Linked DNA regions of Mus musculus: regions 1, 3, 4, 5 and 6 are each linked to region 2. Evidence: chromatin contacts called from public Hi-C, HiCAR-type, HiChIP or PLAC-seq and promoter capture Hi-C data. All regions are on one chromosome and are shown on one strand. Each heading gives the region's core, a stretch centred on a gene start, on an enhancer-like site or on the middle of the called end of the contact. The rest is flanking DNA. Distances are from core to core; before and after follow the strand shown. Region 1 overlaps Nkain3 (Na+/K+ transporting ATPase interacting 3). Region 2 holds the start of Nkain3 (Na+/K+ transporting ATPase interacting 3). Region 3 holds the start of Usp45 (ubiquitin specific petidase 45). Region 4 holds the start of Ggh (gamma-glutamyl hydrolase). Region 5 holds the start of Ttpa (tocopherol (alpha) transfer protein). Region 6 overlaps Nkain3 (Na+/K+ transporting ATPase interacting 3).

The links. Promoter capture Hi-C pulls out the DNA fragments that hold promoters and counts their contacts. A called contact is a pair of places that touch in the nucleus more often than the background predicts. HiCAR-type assays count read pairs that join an accessible place to other places. HiChIP or PLAC-seq counts read pairs in DNA pulled down with a chosen protein or histone mark.
Region 1: a contact with region 2 is called in an H3K4me3 HiChIP or PLAC-seq map of neural tube, with 6 times the contacts expected there. The contact joins the enhancer-like site here to the promoter of Nkain3 in region 2. A contact is called at or near these places in 2 of 39 promoter capture datasets (cranial neural crest and hippocampal neurons), 1 of 484 Hi-C or Micro-C datasets (cerebellar granule neurons) and 4 of 115 datasets of contacts at active chromatin or transcription factors (embryonic forebrain, embryonic hindbrain, forebrain and 1 more).
Region 3: a contact with region 2 is called in a promoter capture Hi-C map of hippocampal neurons, with 3 times the contacts expected there. The contact joins the promoter of Usp45 here to the promoter of Nkain3 in region 2. A contact is called at or near these places in 2 of 39 promoter capture datasets (cranial neural crest and hippocampal neurons).
Region 4: a contact with region 2 is called in a HiCAR-type map of astrocytes, with 6 times the contacts expected there. The contact joins the promoter of Ggh here to the promoter of Nkain3 in region 2. A contact is called at or near these places in 8 of 39 promoter capture datasets (cranial neural crest, embryonic stem cells, frontonasal cranial neural crest and 5 more), 8 of 484 Hi-C or Micro-C datasets (embryonic stem cells, nephron progenitors, pre-pro-B cells and 1 more), 6 of 115 datasets of contacts at active chromatin or transcription factors (astrocytes, embryonic forebrain, embryonic stem cells and 3 more) and 1 of 9 other capture datasets (embryonic stem cells).
Region 5: a contact with region 2 is called in a HiCAR-type map of astrocytes, with 4 times the contacts expected there. The contact joins the promoter of Ttpa here to the promoter of Nkain3 in region 2. A contact is called at or near these places in 1 of 39 promoter capture datasets (hippocampal neurons) and 6 of 115 datasets of contacts at active chromatin or transcription factors (astrocytes, embryonic forebrain, embryonic limb bud and 3 more).
Region 6: a contact with region 2 is called in a Hi-C map of uterus, with 2.7 times the contacts expected there. The contact joins the enhancer-like site here to the promoter of Nkain3 in region 2. A contact is called at or near these places in 14 of 39 promoter capture datasets (the 3T3-L1 cell line, the C10 cell line, the HPC-7 cell line and 9 more), 4 of 484 Hi-C or Micro-C datasets (nephron progenitors, neural progenitor cells and uterus), 13 of 115 datasets of contacts at active chromatin or transcription factors (SST interneurons, differentiating embryonic stem cells, embryonic basal ganglia and 9 more) and 1 of 9 other capture datasets (embryonic stem cells).

The regions. Positions count from the first base shown.
Region 1 is chr4:20,189,282-20,193,541 of GRCm38.p6, forward strand. The region is part of intron 4 of Nkain3 (Na+/K+ transporting ATPase interacting 3); the gene reads right to left. Among named protein-coding and RNA genes, the nearest start is that of Ggh, 150 kb to the left of the region's middle. Within about 2 kb of position 2,615, at least 122 of the 459 cell types and tissues checked have an H3K27ac peak or open chromatin away from gene starts, as enhancers often do. A contact at or near this core is called in neural tube, where this site is marked.
Region 2 is chr4:20,776,233-20,780,413 of GRCm38.p6, forward strand. Nkain3 (Na+/K+ transporting ATPase interacting 3) reads right to left here and starts at 2,436. Exons shown (of 6, transcript NM_001290410.1): 1 at 2,030-2,436. The coding sequence starts at 2,083.
Region 3 is chr4:21,774,028-21,778,828 of GRCm38.p6, forward strand. It overlaps Usp45 (ubiquitin specific petidase 45), which reads left to right and starts at 2,243. Exons shown (of 18, transcript NM_152825.2): 1 at 2,243-2,290.
Region 4 is chr4:20,039,642-20,044,083 of GRCm38.p6, forward strand. It overlaps Ggh (gamma-glutamyl hydrolase), which reads left to right and starts at 2,411. Exons shown (of 9, transcript NM_010281.2): 1 at 2,411-2,641. The coding sequence starts at 2,533. It overlaps 4930598A11Rik (a long non-coding RNA gene), which reads right to left and starts at 2,263. Exons shown (of 2, transcript XR_881147.2): 1 at 1,587-2,263.
Region 5 is chr4:20,006,885-20,011,381 of GRCm38.p6, forward strand. Ttpa (tocopherol (alpha) transfer protein) reads left to right here and starts at 1,445. Exons shown (of 5, transcript NM_015767.4): 1 at 1,445-1,759. The coding sequence starts at 1,556.
Region 6 is chr4:20,145,012-20,149,335 of GRCm38.p6, forward strand. All of the region lies in intron 5 of Nkain3 (Na+/K+ transporting ATPase interacting 3), which reads right to left. Among named protein-coding and RNA genes, the nearest start is that of Ggh, 110 kb to the left of the region's middle. Within about 2 kb of position 2,565, at least 5 of the 459 cell types and tissues checked have an H3K27ac peak or open chromatin away from gene starts, as enhancers often do. A contact at or near this core is called in heart atrium and uterus, where this site is marked.

The DNA.
Region 1 (4,260 bases), core at 1,365-3,864, 590 kb before region 2:
ATGGCTGTAAATGGAAGAGAAACTGATTTTTCATGAATTAGAAACCAACATCATAAAACACAGATTGGTTGAGAGGAAGAACTTGTCTGCATAGCAAGTTTTCACAAGCTGGAAGGAGAGAGATACCTGAATGTTGTAACCTCTCACTGTTCAAATATTCAAACAATGGGAGTTGAAAGGCAGAGCTGTCAATCTTACTTGCTAACAAAGGATATGCTGATGAGCAAACACACACACACACACACAATCTACAGTCAGAGCATAACAATCTTCAGTGATTATCTTTAAAGGTCAGGGTTTTTAAATGTTAGTCTACTGTCATTTTAAATAATTTAACAATTTCCTTCATTAGGCTTTAGATCAACAGGTCCAAGAAAAGTATTGCAGACTCCAATAGCGAGAAAGGTCAGTAAACCTGTGATATATTCAAGAATAGGAAATGTTTAAAATAAGACATAGTTTATGAGTCATATTTTGATCGTGAAGGCAAACACATATCAGGCATTAACACATGTTTTCTTCATGTTGGTATCAAACAGAATTTTGAGGAGGAGGAATTTAAAAAGGGGGCAGGATCACGTGTGGGAGGAGATAGGGGAGATACACAGAGGGTCAGGAAATTGAACAGAGGTGTGTAGCAATAGGGGATGGGGAACTGGGGGTGGCTACCAGAAAATCTCAGATGCCAGGAAAGCAAGAGGTTTCCAGGACCCAAAGGGGATGACATTAGCTGAAATACCCAACAAAGTGGAGAGAGAATTTGTAGAGAGCATATCTAGAGGTTAGGCATGCCCCCCAACCCCTGGTTGAGGGATGGGGTCACCCACGCATCTCCAACATTTTAACCCAGAATTGCTCCTGTCCAAGAGAAATGCAAGGACAAAGAATGGAACAGAGACAAAAGGAAAGGCCATCCAGAGACTGCCCCACCTGGGGATCCATCCCACATGCAAAAACAAACCTAGACACTATTGCTGATGCCAAGTGCTGGATGACAGGATCCTGATATTGCTGTCTCTTGAGAGACTCTGCCAGAGCCTGACCAATACAGATATGGATGCTGGCAGCCAACCATCAGACTGAGACAGGGATCCCAGTGGAGGAGTTAGGGAACAGACTGAAGTAGCTGAAGGGGTTTAGAACCCTATAGGAATTACAACAATATCAACCACCCCTACTCCCAGCTCCCAGGACTAAACCACCAACCAAAGAGTACACATGGAGGGACCAATGGCACCAGCTGCATAGTTAGCAAAGAATGGCCTTGTCTGGCATCAATGGGAGGGGAGGCCCTTGGTCCTGTGAAGGATGAATGCCCTAGTGTATGGATACGCTAGTGCAGTGAGGTGGGAGTGGGTGAGTGGGTGGGAGAGCACCCTCATAGGAGCAGGGGGAGGGGAAATGGGATAGGGGGTTTGTGGAGGGGAAACCAGGAAAGGGGATAACATTTGAACTATAAATAAATAAAATATCCAATAAAAATTATAATCTCAAAAAAGATCTATTTTATGAGTTACATTTATTTTGATTGTGAGGGTGAACATATAACATATTAACATATCTTTTCTTTGTGTTGGCATCAAGTAGAATTTTGTTCTAGGAAGCTTTAGGAATTGTTCTATGTAATTCCATGATGGTTTCAAATCATGAGTCTATCAATATCAGTAAGGTGCATTTTCTTTGTTTCCAAGTGCAGACTGGATGAGGGTCCAGTCATTCCTCCCATGCTGGATCGTTCATACTATAACCTCCATCTTCAGTCCTGGTTATCACTCCAGGTTTGTCCTGGGAGCCTGCCATGAAGGCCTCTGAGTCCATCTGATCATCTCTGAAGTGCCCTATCATGTCTATTCTGTATTTCTTTCATTTTTTAATTAATCAAATAAAATTTATTTGTTTACATTTCAAATGATATCCCTCCACAAACCCCATCCTATCCTCCTGACTAATACAGATGCAGATACTCATAGTCAACCATTGCATTGAGCCCACGGACCCCACTGGGAAGAGCTAAGGGAAGGACTGAAGGAGTTGAAGGGGATGGCAACCCCATAGGAAGAACAATATCAACCAAGCAGACCCTCCAGAGCTCCCAGGGACTAAATGGCCAACCAAAGAACACACATGGAGGGACCCCATGGCTCCTGCTGCATATGTAGCAGAGGATGGCCTTAGCTGGTATCAGTGGGAGGGGAGGCCCTTGGTCTTGTGGGGGTTTGATGCTAGAGCAGTGAGGCAGGAGTGGGTAAGTGGGTAGAGGAGCTCTTTATTCAATATTTCTAAGTTACACATTACCTTACCAGTTTTCATCAGTTTTTAAGAGCCACTAAAAGCCCATCTTTTCCATGGAAGAGTTATTAAAAACCTTTTATATAAAACATCCATATAATGTATTTTCTAGTTGGTGCGTGGAAAGTGATGGCTTCTTACTATACCCACAAACTTTAATATTTGTATCTCATTTTATCTAATTATGTATCGTGTCATCTTGATGCTCTTTGATGTTTCTTTTGAAATTCAACAGAATTTTTAAAAATGTGTGTTTATGCTGTGTGTGCTCATGTTTGTCTATGCTGTGAGTGTTCATGTGTGTCTATGCTGTGAGTGTTCATGTGTGTCTATGCTGTGTGTGTTCATGTGTGTCTATGCTGTGTGTGCTCATGTGTGTCTATGCTGTGTGTGCTCATGTGTACACTTCAGAGGACAGAGGAAGATGTCTCTTGTGGTTTTCTATCCAGAACATATTCCATTGAGATGGCTTTCCTAATTAATTGGTAGTTTCAATGAAACTCCAATAAAAGTTCAAGAAATTGACACTGTATACATACATCTACAAGTTGAAGTTGAAGGTTTTTTTAATGGAGAGTTGTGAATATTAGAATATCATACATTATATCAAGGAGAATAAAGTCAGGGGACCCTGAGCTTACTAGTGAATTTTGCTGAATATTTAGAGAGACATGAATAATATTTGTCAAGACCTGAATTTATATCATAGCATACAGCTATAGTGATAGAGTATAGCATTAGCCAAAGAATAGACAGAAAGTGTCACAGAACAGAATAGAAAGCCCAGAAAATTTGCCACACAAATAGGGTAAAGTGGTTTTATTTTTAACTAAGAAGCAAAAGTTATGTGGTTGGGCAAAATACTTTTTTTTCAACAAATGCTCTTGGAGAACTGCAAATATATTTGCAGAAATTGTGTACTTTCATCAAAGGATTAACTCCAACTGATTTATGATCTATATGTAGAATATAAAGCTATGAAATTCCCTTACAATAATTTTCAAGAAGAGCTAAGTGGTCCTATGTCTGGTAATGCCTTTAAAAATAACATCAAATTACAATCTATGAAGAAATAATTGATAAGGTAGATTTCATTAAAATTAAAAAGTTCTGTTCTGTCAATGACAATGTCTAAAGAAAGATAAGATAGGCAACAAAAATACTGTAAAAATGTTTACAGTGGTCAAATTTGATAAATTAGTGCTATCCCTAGTCTAAAAGGAACTGTTAAAATTCAGCCCTAAGAAAATAAATAGTGAAAAGAAAAGCTGGGCTAAAGGTCTGAAGAGATATCTTAACAAACAAGATAGTATAAATAGATACCTATGATTAAATATGTGTAGCAAATTTATTTATAGTTATTAAAACTTAGAAGCAGCCAAGTTAGTGGATAAATAAAACTTGGTTTATTCAGACAATAGGACACCAGCCTAAAGAGAAACCAGTCATAAACCACAGAAAAAAGATGAAGAGACTTAAATGCACATTAATAAGGGAAAACAGCAGGTCTTAAGTGATGAAATCATGCATGAATCTAGAGTAATGGTCACCTGGAAAAGATGACCATATAGAGCAACAAAGGCACCAGTTGCTGCCAAGGTTTGGGGAGGGATATAGAGAAATATTAGGACAGTGAAGTAATTCTGCATGATACTTTGGTAATGAGTATAGTCATATATTTATTGAAAACCTATACGATGTATAACAACAGGAAGGAATTTCAATACAAAGTATAAAGTTTAGACTATTGTATTCAATATACTATCTTTAGTTATATAATAAGGACTCTTCTAATGTGAGAGGTTTAGATGAATAAACTTTTCTACAGCACAATTGGGTTTGCAGCAAAACATAACAGAAAGTAACAAGTTCCCATGCACTCCATGGTGTGGTATATTCACACAAGGTGAAGATTATCCATATCAAAGAGTAAAGGGTACTTGGGAAAACTATGCTGTTTGCTAAACTCTA
Region 2 (4,181 bases), core at 1,186-3,685:
AAGAACTATGCTATCATGCACTAATTTAATAATGTGGTAGAGAAGAATGCTGGCTAGTTTGTCTTGTCAACTCAACACAAGTTGGAGTCATTTCAGAAGAGAAAAACCTCAGATGGGTGAACACCCCTGCCAGCTTATCCTGCACATTCTCTTAGTTACTGATTGATGTGGGAAGGTCCAGCGCACTGTGAGGGGTGACACCTCTGGACTGGCTGCTCTGGACTTGAATAAGAAAGCAGGCTGAGAAAATCACAGGAGTAACCCAGTAAGCATCACTCCCACTCCCCAAGGTGTCTGATTCAGGCTCTGCTTTCAGATTCCTGTCTTGAGTTCCCACCCTCATGTTGATGACAGACTGTGTTATGGATTTGTGTGTTAGTGTCTTATCATAGAGGTAGAAACTCTTACCTAGACAACACATATACTTTCTTTTGGTTAGGATCCAGTTATGAAATTCGTATGATCGTGTCTCCACCTCTACCATACTACAACTTACTTTGGGGGGAAAAAAAAAACTCTATGAGTTCCTCATGGGCAAATTAGTGAAATTGGTGAATTGAATTATGATTGTGTGAAACCCTTACGTGCAATATGAATGTAACACTAAAGTATGCCTTTACAGGTCACACAATCCAGTGTGCCTTAGAGAAACAAGAGTTGACCGAATTTATTCCTTTTTTTTTTTAATTTAAAAGCCGAGTTCACTTTTTAAAAAAATCAGTATGTAAGCTTTCTTTTGAGGGTTTTCACCCCAGCTAAAGAAAAAAAATATCATGCTCATGTGTAAGTTTTAAATTATTGTTATTTCAAACACATTGTGGAATAGGCTATCCAATAGTCTTCCGGATTTATCTGTTTTGCGTGTATGATTACAGAAGAATAAGCACATATACAGTGAAGCTTTGGGGGGAAACTGGAAAAGTGAGAATGTTTAAAAACCTCCAGTGAACAAGGACTAACTACTGAGCCTCATTATTACTTCTTCCCGTTAATGAGCCCTGCTAGAGCTATCACCATTAGGTAAAGTTCTCTGAAAGCCTTGTCAAAATACACAACTTACACCTTTGTGGGTTCTGACAAAACAAACGCAATGCTTCAAAGAAAGGAAGTGCCGCGGGGAGCCTACAAGGTCTGCTCCCTGAACTAGGAGGGAAAAAAAAAAAAAAGACTATGAATCTCACTCACAAAAGTCTAGCACAGGAGATTGCAGCCTTGACTTCTGGTAACCACGAAACAGACCACAGAATCAATCCTAATGACAATAGGACCCAGAGTATTTGCATAGAATCAGAAAGGTCTTTTATCTTTGCACCCTGATTTCCAACTTCCTATTCCACTCACTCCCTGGGCAAGGGGCCAAGCCAAACAGAAGCCGGGTTCCCTTCTTTGCTCTGTTCACTCCCCAAAGACAGCTGTCAGTCCGTCGCATCCTGAGCACGCAGCATTTCAAGAAAATCAAAAGAGGAACTGAAAAGGCAGAGGCTGAACTTGTGGTTCCCAAGCACAACCACATGTTCCTGGAGTACTCCACTCCTCTACGATCGCCTTCCAGATACTGAAAGAGAGGTGAGATTGTAGCTCTCTCAGTAACTAGCTGCCCTCAAGCACCTTCTAACCAAACAAGAACCTATCTCCAGAAAACCGTCCCAATAAGAGCAAGCTCCAAACCCAGGCATAACTTAAGCAGAATTGCAGAGGATGCACACGCTAGGTGTCCAAGAGAGGGGCGGGGAAAATGCTCTCTCCTGGAACGCCACCCCAGCTGCCCCCGACCGCGTGGCGATGCCGGGTGGGGGCGCAGTGAACCCAAGCGCGTGGGACCAGAAGTGAGACCGCGCCCTCCTGCGGGCAAGAGCTACCAGGCGGGAGGCACAGATAACCTGGAAGGGACAGAGAGGGTGGGGGATCCCTCTGATGCGCTCTGCCGGCTCACCGGTCTTTAGCCGGGAGCTTCGGATCCAGGGACAGAGCCCTACAAGCCAGTCCGAAAAGCGGGCTGTTTCCAGACCCGGACGCACTGGGCACTTACCAGCTGCAGTGCGCAGAGACAGACCAGCGAGCAGCGCCCGGTGCAGCAGCCCATGGTGCGGCCAGCGTCCCAGCAGCGCCGCTTGAGAGAGATCTGGCAGCTCCGGCTGTATCCTGCGACTTCAGAGCAGCCCGCGCGGCTCTCTCCCCGACTGACCGGGCGCAGGCTCCGGACCCCGCGGCCGGCTTTCTGCTTTCGGACTGGGGCTCGCTGTCGCCTTTGTTAATCTGCGTGCAGGGCGGGCGGAGGTCAGCGCGGCGCGCCCGTGCAGTGCGTCTGCCAGGGGTCCCTACCTCCTAGCGCGAGGGTCGGCTTCTTGAGGAGGGGGAGCCGGGCGGAGGGCGGGGGATGGAAGAGGCTACAGCTGGTGAGTGGGTGAATGTCTTTTAGGGGAGGGGAGTATGCAGGAGGTGGGTGTCTGGAAAGTGCGGTGGGCTGTCTGGGTCGGTGTGTGAGAGTGTGTGCTCACGCGAGTGTGTGTGTGTGTGTGTGTGTGTGTGTGTGTGTGTGTGTGTGTGTGTGTGAGTTGGGAGGGGATGAATGAAAGAGAGCGCCTCTGGGGAGGATCGTCTTGTCTTGTTAGGAGTCTGGGGAGAGAGAAAGAGACTGTGGGAGGATGAGATTGAATGTGAATGAGCTTGAATCTGGGAGGCCCCCAGGGATTTGAAGCCTAGGCTCACGGAGCAATTGTGGAGTCATAAGCTGTAGGTTTTCTTTCTGGGTGTGAGGAGTGGGTGAAAGCTACTGCAAAACCTGGAGCTAGGTTTACCCACGCTGCCCTGGAGAGGTACATGTTCTGTTTGGTGTGTGGGGAGGAAGGACCAAGAGACTTGGAACTCAACGTGAAAGCACTCTACATAATGAATGGCCAAGGTAGGGCAGTGGACTGAGCCACTGGCATGGCGCTAAGAGGTGGTTCAATCAATAAGGGTCTCAACCCAAGACTCTGGGTCCCAGGTCAGCGGAGATGACATTTTTCGCACCAGGCGCCCCTGCTGGAATCTTCTAGGAAAAGTTGCCTAGGGTCACAGCAGAGCTTAATGTTCCCCCAAGAGCCCAGAGACTAGACACACTGCTCAAACTGACTTAAGGCTTTAATTTGGAGTGCCTTGGGAGTCTTCATAGAGACACTGACAAGGAAAAGACAGGGCCTTTTAATAATAATGAGATATTTCTAGAATAAACACAAATAAGAAGTTGGACAGAGAAAAAGTGAGAGGAGCCTAGAAGTAAAACCTAATTCTAGTTACTTAAGATACCAAACAAACTCTCCACGAATTCTAAAGAAACTGACTACCCTCACATGAACAGAGCAGAGCCCAGGAGTTCTGTAGCTAAATCACTCCTCAAGAATCAGGAATAAGTCGAAAAACCAAAAAAGAAAAAGAAAAAAAAAGAAAAGAAAAGAAAGAAAAAGAAAAAGAAAAAGAAAAGAAAAGAATCAAAAATAAACCCTTGACAAATTGAGTCCAAAGAGGAACAAGGCTGGAAACACGGTTTTTAACCTATTGCTGCTCTCCTGGTAGATTCTTGGTTTATAAGTTAAGAAAAAGTGAAGGCTAGGTCAAGTGTCTCTTGCCTCTTAGCACTCTGGAGGCGTAAGTAGGCTGATCTCTCTGAGTTCAAGGATACCCTGGTCTATAAAGAGAGAAAAGGCAAGAGTATGTATTTAACCCATTCAGACATTAGTTTTGGATTTTTGTTTCTCTTGCAATTTTATGTCCTGCTCTTTGTAATTCCTACAACATACATTTTATTTCTAATGTGGACAACATTGTTCCAAGGAAAAATCTACTCATGGCATCTCTGAAATTATAGTAAGTACAAAAGAGTAACTCAAATGGCTATTAAAAAAAGTCAAAAAACAATGTTTCTTGAAACTCCTGTTCATTCATGTGAGAAGGGGCAAGTGTAGTCAGAAGTGGGGGTTTTTGTTTGTTTGTTTGTTTTGTTTTGTTTTGTTTTGTTTTGTTTTCTATCCTAACTTTAAGACATCCATCATCTCCGGGCAGTGGTGGTGCACACCTTTAATCCCAGCACTTGGGAGGCAGAGGCAGGTGGATTTCTGAGTCTGAGACCAGCCTGGTCTACAGAGTGGGTTCCAGGACAGCCAGGGCTACACAGAGAAACCCTGTCTAGAAACAAACAAACA
Region 3 (4,801 bases), core at 993-3,492, 1.0 Mb after region 2:
TGTATCTTAAACACAAGTTTTATAGTATTTGAAACAAAGGATTTATATTTGCTATTTCTTATAGTATGATAATTATAGTCTTGAGTTCCTGCTTCTTTGACTTCCCAATATGACGGACTTGCTTCCTCAGAGATTGCTTGTTGCTGTGGCATTTTACCGCAGTAATAGAAATGAAATGAGAATAACATTTTATTTGTCTTTTTTTTTTGTTTGATACTTAACATGATCTCTAGTTCCATTCATTTTTCTGCAAACCTCCAAGTTTGAATGGGGGTTTCAGTCTCTAAAGATTTTGATCAGTCTAAGGGCATATCTGTTAGATATCATGGTAGCCACAGGACTCAATTCTAAGACAAACTTAAATATTGAGGGATTAATTGATGAATTCTTGAATTTCTTTTTATTAAGAGAATCTAAATTTTAATTTTAAAATTCTGCCCTTTTTCCTTTAACTGTAAGTTGAGTCTTTTGTTTTCTATTTTTAAAAATTAAAAAAAAATTTCTTTTCTTCTGTTATTTTTTCCATGAGTTTTAATATATACTTTTTAAAAAGACCTATTTCTGACACAATTTAGGCTGGGCAATGGTGGTGCATGCCTTTAATCCCTGCACTTAGGAGGCAGAGGCAGGTGGATTTCTGCGTTTGAGGCCAGCCTGGTCTACAGAGTGAGTTCCAAGACAGCCAGGGCTATACAGAGAAACCCACAGTCATCTATAAGAAGGAACACAGGGGCCCCAGTGGAGAAGCTAGAGAAAGCACCAAAGGAGCTGAAGGGGTCTGCAACCCTATAGGTGGAACAACAATATCAACTAAACAGTACCCCCAGAGCTCATGTCTCTAGCTGCATATGTAGCAGAAGATGACCTAGTCGGCCATCACTGGGAATAGAGGCCCCTTGGTATTGCAAACTTTATATGCCCCAGTACAATGGTATGCCAGGGCCAAGAAGTGGGAGTGGGTGGGTAGAGGAGCAGGGCGGGGTGGGGGGTATAGGGAACTTTCCGGATAGCATTTGAAATTTGAAATATATATAAAGAAAAGATCTAATAAAAAAAAAAAGAAAGAAAAACCAGAAAAAAACAAAAAACAAAAACCTGACACAATTTAGGATGCAAATTTTTGCATCTTTTACATAGTCTATTTCAAATTCAATACTAACATATGAAACTTGATATTTATACAGACAAATTTGAAATTTGTATATAGACTTTGGAATTATATCATAACCCAAACTGTTCTTACAGATGCAGCATTTCTTTTTTTCCCTGGAAGAAAATGACCTTCTAAAAGACAATTATGTACCCCATACCTAGTATCTTGACCAGCATGCTTGTATTCCACTGCATTTGTCTAATGAATGGTTCCTATAAACAACATAAAGGAAGAGTTCTCTCCTTTGCCAAGTTTCCCCATGGAAATGAATTAGATTTTTAAGTTAAAAAAAAAAAAAAAAGTGGAAACAACAAACCACAACAACAAACCCAGTCAGCTTTTGGTTCTTAACTGAACTCTTTTAAACTCCAACCCCAGCACACGATCCATTAGGTCACAACTTGTCCCTTGTGAAAGACTGTGGCTCATCAACTAGTGCTTGCAAGAAATTATTTTTTGTTTTTTAAATTTTTTTATTTTTTGTAACAGGAAGAGGGTATCGGATCCCATTACAGATGGTTCTGAGACACCATGTGGTTGCTGGGAATTGAACTGAGGATCTCAGGATGAGTAGTCAGTGTTCTTAACCACTGAGTCATCTCTCCAGCCCCACAACAAAATTTCAAACCAACTGTTTTTACTCAAAAGCAAGGTGTACATTGTTGTAACAGATGATCGGATTGAGCAGAATTACAGGTGTGATGTACAATCTAGTTCAGAAGTGAGAACCACGTGAAATAAAACGTTAAAATCATATAGAGTGAATCTCAGATGCGACTTTAGGTTCCGAGTTGGGTGATGGAACAAGGGAAGCTGTCTTAAAAGGCACCCAGCAAGTGGGACGCAGCTCACTAAAGCCAGCGCCTGCATCCAGGCCCCGTGGCTGGCACTGTAATCAGTTGGCTGCAGGGCGCCATCCCCTCATCCCATCTACACTCCTCCACCATGCTCCAACCTCCAAGCCGCCAAAGGAAAACCCAGATCTGGGTCTGGACTCAAAGTCCCGCCTTCGGCCCACCCAGAACACCAGACCCCGCCCTCGCCCCCGCCCAGGACGCCAAGCCCCGCCTTCTCCGGGTTCCCCTCTGCACAGGCGCAGAAGCTCCTGCGTGTGGAAGCTGCGGCCCGGCGGGCGGGGTGAGTTGGGGCCCAGGCTTTGGGGTCACTGTAACCACTGTGTCTTCGCTTGGGCGACGAGACCTTCCTGTACGTCAACCAGCCTAGAAAGAGAGGTTTCCTAGCCTACCCTCGCGTCCAGATTCACAAAGGCACCAGGCGGCCTCCCGGGCCGAGTGCTGGCGGCAGGGGGGAAGAGCCGGGGTCGGGGAGGGAGCCAGGCCGAGTCTCGTCTTTTTGGTGACCCGGGCATGCAGCGTCCGCTTGTCCCCTCGGGGTCTCCCCTCGCAGCACATCCCGCTCTGCTAACTTGGGGTGCATTCATGGCCTGACGAAGAGCCTAGACACAGCTTTTTGGCGACGCCAAATATTAGGTTAGGGGTCGATCCTATACCTGAGCCCACGTCCGGCTCCCGGACTTCTGCAAGTCACTTTACCTCTATCCAGTTCCAAGTGTAAATTAAGGATGATGATAGTGACGTATCTCAAAGTGCTTGTAAGAGGTTCATAGAATTGAGTGTTTTGAGCCCGGGTATCTAAAAGGAAGATGTTTGCATTTCCTCTTCTCACGCTGGAGAATAGCAGCCCAAAACTTAAAAAAAAATCAAAACAAAAACCAATTTGACAAGGGAAGCTTGTAGCCAGTTGAAAAGTGTGATATTAATTGCGTTAGCCGTACATCCTTTGTTAGAGGTAACGCAAGTGCTAGATAATATTTAAATTAAAAGCTGAAGTTGACGTCTCAGCAGGTCGCCAAACCTGATGGTTCAATCTCCTGGACCCACGAGGTGAAAGAGAGAAGCTACTCTGACCTCACTAATGCAAATCGAAACACTAAACACGTGCACAGCCATACATATAAAATACATCAATAGATTTATGTTTTAAAAGAAAGCTGTAACGTTTGATGTTTGCAAAACCTCAAAAAAAAAAAAAAAAAAGAAAGAAAGAAAAAGCCAGAACATGTTTGTGGTGAAGTCAGGCCTGAAACTTCTGTCCTTTGATGGCTCTGCCTGCAACATTGGCCCTTGTTTGGCATCTTAAAACTTGGAGTTTGGGCATGTTCTGATGTAGTAGTAATTGTTCTATACTCAGCATTATGTTTCATGCCAAAATGACCAGTTACCATACAGTTTCTGTGCTCCAAGTCTCTAATGGGTTCCCCTGAACCCAGATTCATGTTGCTGCTTAGTCCTTGTCTTACCCACCTGAAGAGAGAGACTTTATGGAAGTTATGGGCAAAGTACCCTTTTCCAGTCTAGTCGGGTTGAGTGTTCATAGAATGTACCATGAAATATACAACCATGTGCTGAATCCTGTGAGTCAGTCCTCTTGACTCCTCAGTGCCAGGAGAGACTTGGAGGTTTCCAGACACAATTTTGATAATGGAAAGCCTTTGAAAGTCCAGTAGTTGGATTTTAATGTTGTTTGCTTGCTTGTTCTGCCTTAAGTGGCATTTGTAGGAGAAGGTTACATGGTATTGCCACATTATGGCTTGTGGATGTTCAGATAACGTTACATCTGCTAGAAAAATGATTGGAAATTGCCCCTCCATTACCGGGAGACGTTTGAGACAACGGTTTCGAAAAAGGTAGCAGGTTGTTTACAAAGTCAAAATCAAAAATCTGCCTCTGAGTATTCTTCCAGAGGTCATCATTATCTGTACATAAATCTTCATCAAGGGTTTATCTGTTATAGGGGAAAATATATCATTTCTCGTGAGCTGTTTCTGTCTGAGAATGCCTTACTCTGGCCAGGGCTCAAATTAAAGTTAGTGGATGCAGGTTTGTAAATTTAGAGGTGGAAAGCCGGGATTGGTGGGGCGGTAGGGGAGGTGCAGGTGAGACTGAAAAGGGTTTGGAGTGTCTGAGTATTGTGCACAGAAGTTGTCCAGGGAGAGGTGTGGGGGATGAGGGTAAGCCCGGTCTTACAAGACTTTCTGAATACATGAGAAAATGGTGACTTGGGTTCATCTAGAATTGGCTTCTGCTAAATGGCTGATAGAGTGTTTACTTACTAAAGCTAAATGTGACCACGTGATTTTCTTTAGTCAGCTAATATGAGCTTCCAGGCAAAGCTTTACAAAATAGCTCTGTATTAATCTTTCTCCGTTCTGCTCTAGGAATTGAAGCATTGTTGAGGTGTGCTAGCAAGGACACTTGCACACACACCCCATATACACACTTAAAAAAATAATATGTGAAAACAGTATTAAAAAAAGAAAAGAATGAAGAGCTGTAACAGATGAAGTTAAAAACAATGACTGAATCTCCATCCCCCTCTCAAAAATAATCCTTTTAGAAAACACAAATCAGATAAGGAAATTAGAATATGTTAGGATTATAAGGTATAAGGGCGTACTTTTCTTAGATGTGGTAGTGATGTTATGCAGGAGAATTATTCTTTTTTAAAAGCACTATGCTTACATATTTAGGGATAAAATTTCATTATTTCTTCAACTGCTTTTCAGGTGCTATCAAAATAGTCATATGTATCGGGCTGAAGAGATGGCACAGTGCCTAAGAACATACG
Region 4 (4,442 bases), core at 1,161-3,660, 740 kb before region 2:
CTTCGGAGGCAGATAGATCTCTATATGTTTCAGGCAAATCACCAAATGACAGCATAACAGGACCACAAAATAAGAGGATTCCTTATAATTCCTGGGCAGGTGTTTCAGGAGTGATAGCTTAAAGTTAATTGGTAAGGAGGGGGGCTGTTAAGATGATGACAGGGGAGGCCAGAGGAGCTTTCAGAGAAATCCAGCAAACAAAGGAAAATATGTGACTTTTATACTTAACACACACACACACAGACACACACACACACACACACACACACACAGCATTTCATTGTGTAACCTCTGCTAGCCTTGAATTCCACCTGCCCCTGCCTCTTCAGTGCCAGAATAGAGGTGTGTACACCAAGTTACCTGGTGGTTGTTGGGTTTTTGTTGTTGTTGATGTTGGTTTTTTTGTTTGTTTGTTTGTTTGTTTTTTATAAGTTTTGATGGCGGGTAAGAAGTTTTACATCATTCGATTTAGTTTGGGATAAGTGACAAAGTGCATGGAAGAGCCAGGTGGTGGTCAGCAACACAGATTAGTGACTACTGTTAGTCCTCAACATAGAATAGTTGCTTGATTTTCTGTCCCAGGGAGAGAGGTACAAGGTGCATGGTCTGATGTCTTTAGGCTGGGGGATCAGGCTTCTTAGGTCTCTGTTCTAACAGGCACTAGCATCTTGGCCTCTGTTTATAGCCTCATAGCCAATGCCATCATGTATGGGAGTGGAAGGGTAAGAGAGTTCATATGATACAAAAGGAAGCAAGAGAACCAACAGGGGCATGTGTCGTTCCACGTACAACAACCCCCTTTTAAGGAAAGTATGCACTCCCGTCAGACTTGACCCATATCTGTGAGATAGCAGCAATCTATTTATGAGGGTGGAGTCCCCATGACCTAGTTTAGTAAGATCATGTAGTAGACACATATTTATACCTTGAGAAGTAGTAGATTACAGAATACGTGACTTTCCACCTCTAGCAGAAATTACCTAATAGCTTCCTAAAACAGTTAAAAATAATTGATAAGCTATCAGAACTATTAAAATTTAACATGGCCAAACCCATTCGTTTTTCATTAATACTTGATTTTTTAAATGTTTTATGATGTTCATAAAACTTGATATCTTATGAAAACATCTGACCATCAAAGTTATGAATGGATACACATATAATTTATATTTTCATACCAAAGTCTAGTATTTCCCCTTTCCCCTTTGTATCTTTTCTCTATCTGGATTTTATTTTTGTGAATAATAGCAGATAATTTTCCTCCTTTGTGGATAGATGCTGCTCCAGAGGCATGGATGCATATTTGCAATAGATCCTTATCAACTCAGGCTCAATCCTGCTTTGCATTTTCTCAATATCTTTCGACACTCCAGTCTACAATAGTCTTGCTAAACTAAACAATGTATTGCATTTCTTGATGAATGCCAGAACCTTGTCACTAGTTTTCCACAAGTCACATTGTATGTTTTTCCCCCTAAATTGTATACCTCTTACACAAATAACACCATTCAAAATACCGTTTCATCTTCAACAGATTTTCTATTTTAACCTGGAGTTTAGTTGAACCTTGATAGGAAGAAACTTACCTTGTGCTGCTGGCTATGAGTGCATGCATTTGAACATTCAAAATATATTAGTCAACCTGAGTTTTTAACTGCTTAGCTTTGCTCTTATCATTTTATAAGATACTAGTGGTTTTCTGGGGTTGCTGGTAACAGCGAAGTTAATCAAGCACTTTGTATCGAGTGTGGCCTGGTATTGTTTTTTGGGGGGCTAGGTGGCAAGAATCAGCCCCTTCCCTTGACAGGGTTCTAAAGGAAAGGGAGACACAAGTACTCTAAGTACTCTGTGCTTTTTACTTCCTCCAGACATCCTTGTGCCCAAATAAATATGTTATCAGTGGTTTTTCGGAAGTGAACCCCTGTCCTAACATCGAATGCTGTCAGGATATCAAAGCCAGAAAACCTATGCGTTTATGCAGCATAGTTCTCTGGTAACTTCTAGAACCTTGCGGGCCTTGCTGCTTGGTTACCGCACAGAGCCAGGTGGGACCCGAGCTCGCCATCAGGTCCCGGGGTGGTCGTATCCACTTGGTGTAGGTGACCTCGCCAGGCCACATAAGAGTTCACAGGGAGCATTCAGAGGTCTCCACAGCTGCCTTCGCGCGCGTGCCACTCGCTGGGCCGCGGGATGCGAGTTGCAGGTCGCGCGTTGGGCGATGGACAAGCTTGGAGCACGCTCCCAGAGCCTTCTGTCCCCGGCCCGCCCCCGGCCCGCCTCGGCCCGCCCCCGGCCCGCCTCGGCCCGCCCCCCGGCCCGCCCCCCGGCCCCGCCCCCGCCCGGCCCGCCCAGCTCCGCACCGCAAGCACCCGGACTGCACTTCCCAGAGGCCTGAGCGGCGCGGCCTTGCGCGCCCTCGAGCTTGGCACCGCCCAGGCCGCGAGACCGCGCCCCAACCTGGCCGCCGGGCGCGCGCCTGGCTGAAGAACCTTTTTAAGTGGGGGCGGAGGCCGGATTGCGATTGCGATCGCGATGGCGAACCTGGGCTACCTGCTGTGCTTGTTGGGTTTGCTACTATGCGGGCTTTCAAGTCCCGGGATGTCCAGACCCTACAACCATGGCTCCGAGAGGCCCATCATCGGTAAGGAGGCTTGGGGCAGGTGTTGCGGACCGGTAGTCTGCGAGGCGCTCTGTTTCTCAGCGGTGCAGACCCCGCGGCGCGCTTCTCATCAATGGGACCTTATGCTGATGTCCTTCTAGAGACCTCTGCATCTGGAGGATCGGGATCCCAATGAAGGCTCAGCTCTTCGCTACTACTTGGCACCCAAAGCAGCTAGAGGCGGTCCCGTAACTTTTAGGAACCACAGTTGAGGCAAACCCAGGATTTGAGGTTTCCGTGCGGGAAAAGAATTTTAAGGACAGTCAGTGTGAACCAAGCTAGGATGTATCAGAAGTAGGAAGAGAAGAGCTCAAGTTAAGAAGGAAGCAGAGGAGAAATCGTGCTGTGGGTTTCTCAGAGAAGACTCCACCTCGGCTGACCTAGTGCTCAATTTCGTAGTTCAAGAAGTTTCCAGAGGATCTCACTCTTTATTCCTGTTCTCGTAGTCCATAATGATAATTAAGATTATAGGACGGCTGCAGAGGTGCCTTGAATAAGATAAGAGCAAGGAGCTACTAGTGTTGCACAAGGGGTTAGTATGTGTCTTTTACTGTACATGAAGTTTCCAGTGAAATATCAGAGGAAATAACAGAGAAGGGAGAAAGACCTTAAAAATGTTAGTTTACTCTTGAGTGTTAACTGGTGAGAGGATTTAGTCAGATTTCAGGGTGATGGGTGCTTTTCCTGACCTGTGTTTCCACCATTTTCCCTGCCTTTCCAATCCCAGAAATTCTGCACACAGGTAAAACTTACGTTTCTTTGCTCCAGGACATACATGAAGATACAACACACACACACACACACACACACACACACACACATACACACACACATGAAATAGGTAAGAAACTAAAGTGTGTCCTGGACTTGGACTTTGCCATTTTTAGCATCAAGTATCAACATCGACTTTGAGGATTTGAATATTCATTTTATCTCAGCCAAATCGTGACATTGTTTCTGTCTGGCATATTTATGTTTCAATCAGGGTAAAACTGGTTTGCATTCATGTCAGACATTTGATAGCATCCAAGGAGAAATCAGCCTGTAGTTAAAGTTGACAAAAGAAATTTATAGGTAGACAAATGTAGGAATTTGACATTTATCTTATTTTTTTCTTCCTTGAAGTTGAACACTAAAGAGAAACTAGAAACTTGTTTTATGTATTCAGGAGTGGTCCGGTTTTCAAGTGGGTGGCTTACTAATATTTGGAACCCTTCCTTCAAAGCTATTTCCATAGATGGGTAGATTCTTCAAGTTGAGTCATGTAACATATGTAGTGAATTGCGTTTGTGGATCTAGCGAATAGAAAAAAAAATTAAAAGATGACAGGAGATTTTGTTTCTTAGAATTTTGGCAACTCTAAGTTGCATATAACAAAAGAGAGAAAGTATGGTTTTGGCTAACCTAATCAATTATGTTTTCCTTTTATACTTAGAGTTTGTGTGTATACATGTGCACATGCATGTGCATGCTTCTCACATACACCTATGGAGGTCAAAAGACAACTTCAGGAGTCAGTTATCTTTCTCCACATGAGTCCTGGGGATCTAACTCAGGCCCTCAGACTCAGCAGCAAGTGCCTTTACCTACTGCTAAATGATGGTGAAGCCACCTCTCCAATCAATTAAGATAATATTGTCGATTGGGCATGTAATATGGATACTTTATTACTGTAGGAAACACAAAGTATTCAAAGACAAGGAAGCCACAGAAGTGGTGAAATAGCCTAAAGTGTACAAGCCATCATTTGGGAGCACATGTTGAGACCAGGGCATACAATCTG
Region 5 (4,497 bases), core at 195-2,694, 770 kb before region 2:
GGAGAGTCAAATGTGGACATGAACCTGAGCGAGGGTGGGGGTGGGGCAGGTGCAGCAGCCTAGAGAGGAAAAGGCTAATAAATAAAGAGGGTGGGGGTGGGGCAGGAGCAGCAGTCTAGAGAGGAAAAGGCTAAAAACTAAAGAGGGAAGGTAACAAACCGGCTGGATTATATAGGGATGAGCTTCTCTGGAAGGACGGCCCACACCCTGGGCTGGAGGGCTGGCAGGGAGACGGTGGGGTGGAGCATACCTGCCATGCCCTCTAACAAGTAGGGACTGAGAGATGCTGGGACAACCTAGGGGACAGCTCCACTTTGATGTATTAAAAGGCACCTAGCTACTTGTCCCAGGGTTTGAGACTTAACAGTTTTCAGATTGGATCCTGGTTATTTAATACTGTTCCCTCTCCTTCCTCAGTATAGAATTCAAAGCTCTCAGCCCGGTAACCAAGCACCCCAGCCAGCTCTCTTTGTGATTCAGGGGTTCACACCACAACACAGCCGCTTGGCCTTGTTCCCTGGTGTTTGCTTAATGTTCTCCTACACCATGGAGGAGATTTACCTCTGCTCCTTTTACTTCCAGCCCACACAAAAATGAAAAACGTCTCCAAGGCAAGAGTTCTGTTTTGAGGATATCCTCAATAATCGGAACATGGTCTCTACCCAAGAGCCACTCCATCAGACATTCTTGCTCTGAGTTCCTTTAAGGCCTCTTTCACTCGCAAAATCAGTGTTTTGTGAACATGCACTGCATATTAAGAGGAGTTAGTTTTGTGGACTTTCTTCTGTTCAGGTGGCAGTTCAAGTGTAGGATAATTTTAATGGAAATGAAGGAAAAAATACTTCCGTGTGTTCATTCAGATTTCGCGGTCATCTCTGTGTATTCTTCAGCAGACATCCTTCAGGTTCCTTAAGTAAGGGTTTTGATTGAGAGACTGGTGGCATCTAAACACATACATCGTTAGTGTTTAAAATGTGACCTCCCCCACCCGCTCTCCTTTCTCTAGTAGAGCCAGATGCCAAGATCTGGAAAGCATTTTCCTGGAGAGAAGCAAGGAGGAGGAGGAGACTGCCAAAGGTGGCTTCCTTGAGTTACATTTTGGAAACTAGTTAGAATGCCAGAGATGGCCTGAGCTCAGCCTTAAGGAAGGGGTCAGGAGGAGGGTTCCTGAGTGTCTGCTACCCAAGCTAATTAAAGAGCCGTTTACAGTGTTCCCTGATTCCAAAACGGACAGAGGGGGAAGGGCAACGAGGAAAGGGTGAGAAAAGTCTCTGGCAGCCTGATTATAAACATCCCAAGTAACTTTTCGACTTCCCGTTCTTTAGGTTCAACACTAGTGACTTTCCTTCCCTGGGACTGGCTGCGGTTACCCTGGTGAGCACCGGAGGGCACCACGTGGGCTTCTTTAAGAGGGCGCCGTGACCCTTGCACCGGCGGGGCACGGGAGATCGGGGCGGCCCGGGTGAGTGTGCGTGGGGCGGCGGCCACGGCGGGGGGCGGAGGGTGGCTCTGGGCCCGCACTTTTCCCCCCTGTCGCCGGGACAGCACGGCGGGCATGGCAGAGATGCGGCCGGGGCCATTGGTTGGGAAACAGCTCAACGAGCTGCCCGACCACTCGCCGCTGCTCCAGCCCGGCCTGGCGGAGCTCAGGCGCCGGGTGCAGGAGGCAGGCGTCCCGCAGACCCCGCAGCCTCTCACAGACGCTTTCCTGCTGCGCTTCCTGCGCGCCCGGGATTTCGATCTGGATCTGGCCTGGCGCGTAAGTGTGCACCGGGGGCGGGCAGAGCTCGGCGACGGCGGAATCCACGCGCGCCGAGCGTGGCAGTGTGACTGCAGGCGCGCCCAGAACCCCGATTTCGCCCCCGCCGATGTTTTGGTCCCCGCCGCCGCGGAGGACATCCCGTGGACTACTAGGGTCCTTGGGAATTAAACAAAGTGGAGATCCCTGACCCCCGGGGTGCTCAGCTGTGTTAACTGAATAGATAACTAGGTGTGGACAGAGGACGACGAAATGGACATCTAAAGGCATCTTGAAAAAGACTATGTTAATAGAGCTAAATGCACAGTTTGGCATGTTTGAAACCCAGGGCAGTACAGATGATTTCTTTTATGTTTCAGGTATTCACAACACACTGGCCTTGGGGCCAAGAGAGATGGGGCCTTGGGGTCAGGGAGATGCGACCTTGACTTTGTCCCTCTTGGGGTCAGCACCCTTATCTGTTCAGTAACTGTGAGGACATGACAGTAGTTTCGAGAATTGCACATTAACCTGGAATGCTAGAACAAGATGTGCCAAACCCTGTGCTTGGCACGGAGAAAGTAGTCAGTGATCAGCAGGCTGCGGATTTCCAACATGCCCTGGGTTTATGAAACTAATTTTATTGGATAAGCACCAAGTATGGCAAAAAACACCACAAACAATACAAAACAGGAAAAACTTCAAAGGAATTTCCTAAAAGAAAAGAATTTCCCAACACAAACTCTAGTTAGACCTTGAGGACCCAGAAGTATGGCATTACCTGTTACTTCAAGCCTGTGTAACAATGCTCACGCAAACAGGCGCTTGTGAGTTTATTTTTTCCTTTGGCTTTTCTCAACTGCATGCTGTTATAGAATCAGGTCATGTGAACATGTGCTCACACCTACTACTCTTTTGGGGATATCTAGTCAGTTTTTTGTTTGTGGCTGTAGAGATTGTTACTGGGCGGGTGCTGTTAGGCCCTATGCTGATCGTTCATCCCTACATTCAGTGATGGGGGACCCCAGCGCTGCCATGTTCACTGTTCACCTCTTCATTTCATTTGGAGTTTCTCCTTCTTTTTCTTTCTTTTTCTTTTCTTTTCTTTTTAATATCCGCACACTGCCTAGCAGTATACAAATGCCATCAACAGGTGAGTATTTTCTTCTCTCCCTGACTGCATCTAAGTTGGTCTTTGTCTGTACACATAAATTGGAACATATCCTTATTGAACAAATCCATCAGTCGCTGAAGCACGACGCAGATATGTTTACTGTTGAGGAGCACACCACCTTTGCAGGGAGTTTTCAGTGTTTGCTACTCTGATGAAATGCACACTGCATAGTGACGTCTTTTTCTCTCTATTGTTATGTACACTGTCTTACCAAATAAGATGTATGCCTGCTAGACGAGGAATAGTTTTGCATTTTCATTATTATATACATTAATTTTCTTATAAATGTGGTTAACCATATTTTAAATATCTAAAACTAATTTTCCATTTATCTTTTTTTTGTGTTTGCCACTTGTTTTTTCTTCAAAAATACCTATCTACATCAAAGAAATTAGGTCTTTGTCCTACATTTTAGTCTACCTTGTATTTAAACCATTTCCTTTCTGAAAGAATCAGTGTTTATTAATTATTATTATTGTTATTAATATACTAAACTTATTGACTGTTTTTTGCTCTTGGGTTTGATTTGTGTTTTGGTTTCAGCACTGTATCACAAGGAGGCCAGCAGGTTCTGTGTCTTTGTCAAGACTAACTCTTGTCATATGTGACACAGCCATGAGGCTGGTGAAATGGGATTTCTTCATCCATTCATTGTTTCTTATTTTTCTTTCTGTAGAGCGTCATGATCTTAGACAAATGCTGCAACTCTTGAGGTGTTTTGCCTTTCATGGGGCCAGCATTTTTCTTTTGTGGAATTGAACCCAAGTTTTGCAAGATAAATACTCACTGTTCTACTAAATCACACCCCAATCCTTTGTGTTGGGGTACTGTAAAATTCTCCCTCCCTCCCTTGGTCTTGGATGCCTTTTAAAACAGTTACGACTAAGCAGATGGAGCTGTAGAAACCGTGGCCTCTGTGAGAATATGTGTGTTTCCTGTTTTCTTTTGCTGAATGGTTCTCATTGCATAGACCCCTTGATGGATTGCCTAGCAGGACCGTGTCCATTGGACAGAACCCAAGTTTCTGTTTGTGACCTCTCTGACTTGTCTGCCAACAGGAAAGAAAGGGGGAAAGGGCGAAACTGTGCAACTTTCTTTTTATTTTCCTCTGCAGTGGTACTTGGTGCAAAGCCATGGTATATGAGCGCGGAAGTTTTGTAGGAAGAAACTCTTGACAAGTCCCCCAGTTACAAAGGAATTCTCATTGTTCTGGCTTTTGAGCATACGATAAATTAATATTTTCTAGTCTTAATACCTATTATGCTTATGTAGTGACAGGCACTTTGTTGAACTGTTTGTATAGACTCTCTGTTATTTTTTTCAAGGAACTGAGATATAGAGTCATCAGTTCTCACATAGCTGTTAAGCTGTAGTATAGGGCTTTGAAGTTGGTTGAAGCTCAGGAGAGTCTATGCTTCTGGAAGAGAACAGTGAGCATGAAAAATAGCCCCCATCTGCTCAACAAGCAAACTGTCTAGTTCCTTACATTTATGTATTAAGCTGTGATGGTTACATTCGGTTTGTTCCCTCAAGACTTATATCGAAGTTCAGTTCATACAGTGAAGTACTAACAGGGAAGAAATGA
Region 6 (4,324 bases), core at 1,315-3,814, 630 kb before region 2:
ATAAGAACATGTGCAAGAGAAGATGTTACAGGTGGCAGAAAGTCGAAGATGTGGGCTCTGTATCTAGCCATCTTCTTGACCAAGACGTTTACCCCCTTTTTTTTTTTTAACAATGAAGGCTGTTTTATTGTAGATATGAACTGTAAAACACCAGGTTCCATATATTCACGATGTACTTTCATCACATTTACACCCCCTATTACTCGAGTCTCCTCCCCCCTCTCATCTTTTCCTAACACTCTCATCAGGTAGAGACACTTGACTTTGGAGAGAACTTTAAGGTCTAAATCATAATTAGGGTTATTCTTGATTCACTGATTAACTTCCTAGGAAGTTTATATACAACCACCAGGAAAAGTAAAAATGACAATAACAACAAAAACTTTAAACCTTTAGACCACATGCCTTATGATCTCTCTCTGTCTCTCTTACTTTCTCTATCTGGTTAGATTCTAAAGATACATTTTGATTTTTTTTTTTTTTCGTGACAGGGTTTCTCTGTGTAGTCCTGGTTGTCCTGGAACTCACTTTGTAGACCAGGCTGGCCTCGAACTCAGAAATCCGCCTGCCTCTGCTTCCCGAGTGCTGGGATTAAAGGCATGTGCCACCACGCCCAGCTGATGTCTTAATTTCTAAAAATTCCATTTTTGAACTGAAGCAAACGGTTCTGAGGAGTTTTTATACACTTCCCCATAAAATTATGACGTTTACCCCTCTTGAGACACAGTCTCAAATCCCTGTCTCCCAACAGGGCTACAGTGGATATCAATGTACTTCTCTTGATAACACATTTTTCTCCGACTATTGAATTCCCATATTTCAGAAATCTTGTTTAGTTTAGAGTTATATGAGAATTTGTAAAAATCCCAACAATGCATTCTTGTTCCCATGGAGAGTGCTGGGACCTGATAGAACCTGCATTGCACTTGAGATCTGTTTTCTCAGTTGGAAAGGTTAGCTGACTTGTAGGGTAGAAAATTATCAGTCAGTCATAGTTTGATGCCTAGAGGTTCTATCTTCTATGAATGGCTTTATTTTTAGAAAGGTACACTTCCCCTTGTAAACTCTGCTCAAGAAAAACAAAACAAAACAAAACTCGTTTGAGGAAGAATTTGTGGCTTCAACTCACTTATGGGATCTGTTTAGGCTCTCTGTATACTGCTGCTGGGGAGGGGGAGGGAGTGTAGAACCTGTCCGAATGCCCATGAGATGGTGTCATTCATCTTTCCTTTAAGTTCTGATTGGCATTGATATTTGTCCCTGTTCTTTATTTTTTCCAGTAGCATGGACTTCGAAGGGGTGAGATTTCTCATTTCTTCATATTTTAAGTCACTCCACAGATGTTTTGCAGATGAATATGCCCTTTTTTTGTGTGTGATACACACACAGCGATTTTTATTCTTTTTTTTTGTCTTGTTTTTTTTTTGTTTGTTTTTATTAGGTATTTTCCTCATTTACATTTCCAATGCTATCCCAAAAGTCCCCCATACCCTCCCCCCTCACTCCCCCTCCCCCCCACTCCCACTTTTTGGCCCTGGCATTCCCCTGTACTGGGGCATATAAAGTTTGAGTGTCCAATGGGCCTCTCTTTCCAGTGATGGCCGACTAGGCCATCTTTTGATACATATGCAGCTAGAGTCAAGAGCTCTGGGGTACTGGTTAGTTCATAATGTTGTTCCACCTATAGGGTTGCAGATCCCTTTAGCTCCTTGGGTACTTTCTCTGGCTCCTTTATTGGGGGCCCTGTGATCCATCCAATAGCTGACTGTGAGCATCCACTTCTGTGTTTGCTAGGCCCCGGCATAGTCTCACAAGAGAGAGCTCTATCTGGGTACTTTCAGCAAAATATTGCTAGTGTGTGCAATGGTGTCAGCGTTTGGAAGCTGATTATGGGATGGATCCCCAGATATGGCAGTCTCTAGATGGTCCATCCTTTCGTCACAGCTCCAAACATTGTTTCTGTAACTCCTTCCATGGGTGTTCTTAATATTTCCAGTGTTGTTCTTTTAGTTGCTGGGGTATATATTATTGCAGAAGGCTCACCTAGACCATGAAGGATTAGGATGCTCTCTTTGATTCATATATCGAGAACGCTGCTCAGTCTCCTTGTAAGGTACTTTGATGATGGTGAGTATCTACTATTCTCTTCCTTTACACTTGGCTTTGTTTTGGAAGAGCTGTCTCATCCTTATGAGATGCTTATGACACCTTTACATCAACCTAACATGTGCACTGTGTGTTTACTTTCTAGCATTTAGAAAAGACCAGGGATTGCCCTTTTCTTTTCTTTTTCTTTTAAATTTTCTCCCTGACAAAGCTTATGTAGCCTAGCTTCAACTATGCAGATGACGATGTCATTGAGGTGGTGACCTTCCTCTACCTCCCAACTGCTGGGACCACAGCAAGCATCATTCCTTTTGTTTAGTTTTTTCCTTCTCTTCTGTGACATTCATTTTAATAGCTATTCAATTCTTCCTGAGCTTTCTCAGTTCTGAAAGCTACACCAGTTGCATTATGGTAGAAATGCCCTTAGCCTGCCAGATAGTTTCATCCTCTCTCTGCTCCCTGTGTTTTTGTACTACCCTGAGTTTTTATTGGCTGTGCTTTTGGCTTTTGTTCCCTTTGTGAGTTCAGATTCCTGGAGCAAACTGTTTCTTGTAATCTTTGGTGACAGTTTCTTTCCACTTTAGAATTTCCAGAGAGTGTGTAATACTTAAATAATGAGATAATAAATTCTAGAAACTCTTTGAGGTCAATGAAGCAGAAGAGAATGGCTGAAAAAAAAATGTTCCAAAAGGTATGAGGGCACAAACAGTCCCAGAATTTGTCTCAACAACTCTTAAGTGAATTCCTGACCCATGTAAGGTATTTTCTTACAGTTACTCAGTTTTACTCAGTCCATTTTTTTTATCATTTTTGCTTATGACTAGCCGATATTTTACTTTGCTCTATAAATCAAGTGACAAATACTTGTTGGCTTTGAAGCCTCGCTATAACTCCTTTTTACTGTCTGCTCCTACAATTTTAGGCATTTCTCCTTGGAAACAATATTTTTTCCTCCTCCCATCCTCCTTTCTTCTTCTTCATCTCCTCCTCTTCCTCCTTTTTGTTTTATAACTGCATCATCAGTTTTTGTTCTGTTTCTGAGGACAATCTCCATCAAAAGTATCATTTCTTTACTGCGATTTCTCTCATAAATCCTTTTCTCTGTGAATTACTTTCCAAAGAAAATTGATCAGAACCTATCATTCCCAAGATTAAATCTATTCACCACTCCACACCATCCAGTAGAACACCCCAAATGGCATGGCCTGAGAGGATGCTGAACTGACAGAAGGTTGATGGCCTTACTCTCTGAAGTGTCTCTGTGAGTAGATACATGAGTATTCGTGTATATGTTACATGTGTATACGTGTGCATAACTATGTGCATGAATATATGCATGTATATGTGTTTGTGTGCATACTCATGTGTATATATGCATGTATCTCTATATGTGTGTAGACATGTTTGTGAATGCACTAGTGTGCATGTGTGACGATTTTGAGGGAAGTGACACTTGGAATAGATAGCAACCAGCCCTTTGGGACACTTGTTTCTTACTAAGGGAAGGGTAGTTTATTTGCTATGTGCCTGTATATGTGTTGACATTATGTCTCTGAGTGCCAAATATAAAACATTTTTGGCACTGCTGGTGCAAAAAAAGACTTCAAGGTCATATATGATTTCTTTCTTTTTTCCTAAAATTCTTTTTGAGAATTTTAGCTTAGTAGATATTTTTTTTCTATTATTTAAAAACGTATTTGTTTTGTTCTTTTCCTTACAATGTGATATTCCATACATGTGGACAAGACACATGCTCTGAACATCTGGGCTTGATTCACTTACACTACAGCCTCTGTTTTTTGGCCTACTTAATTCACTTGCCATAATATCATCTCCTCTTCACAGGTCTGTATATGCATAAGTCTGGCTCATCTGTTAGAATGTGAGATCCCCTGGGATATGGCTACATTCTTCAATTCATCTCTGTATGGAGTGGCTTACCACACAGAAGCCCCTCAATGACTGCTTCTCAAATGAGTAGATCAATAGTAAATCCACAAGGGATTGCTATCTGAGCTAGTATAGACATTGAAAACCAAAAACTATTTTGGGCCAGGACAATAACCTTAGAACAAGAAAAAAAGTATGATTGAAATTCAGCCTAACTAATCACTAAAATGTCTACAACAGTTGGCATCCTACCTGGGAAATGGAAGCAGTGTAGAGTGCCACCAGGTGGTATGGTTAATAGAAACAAACAGAATGCCAACCAAGTGCT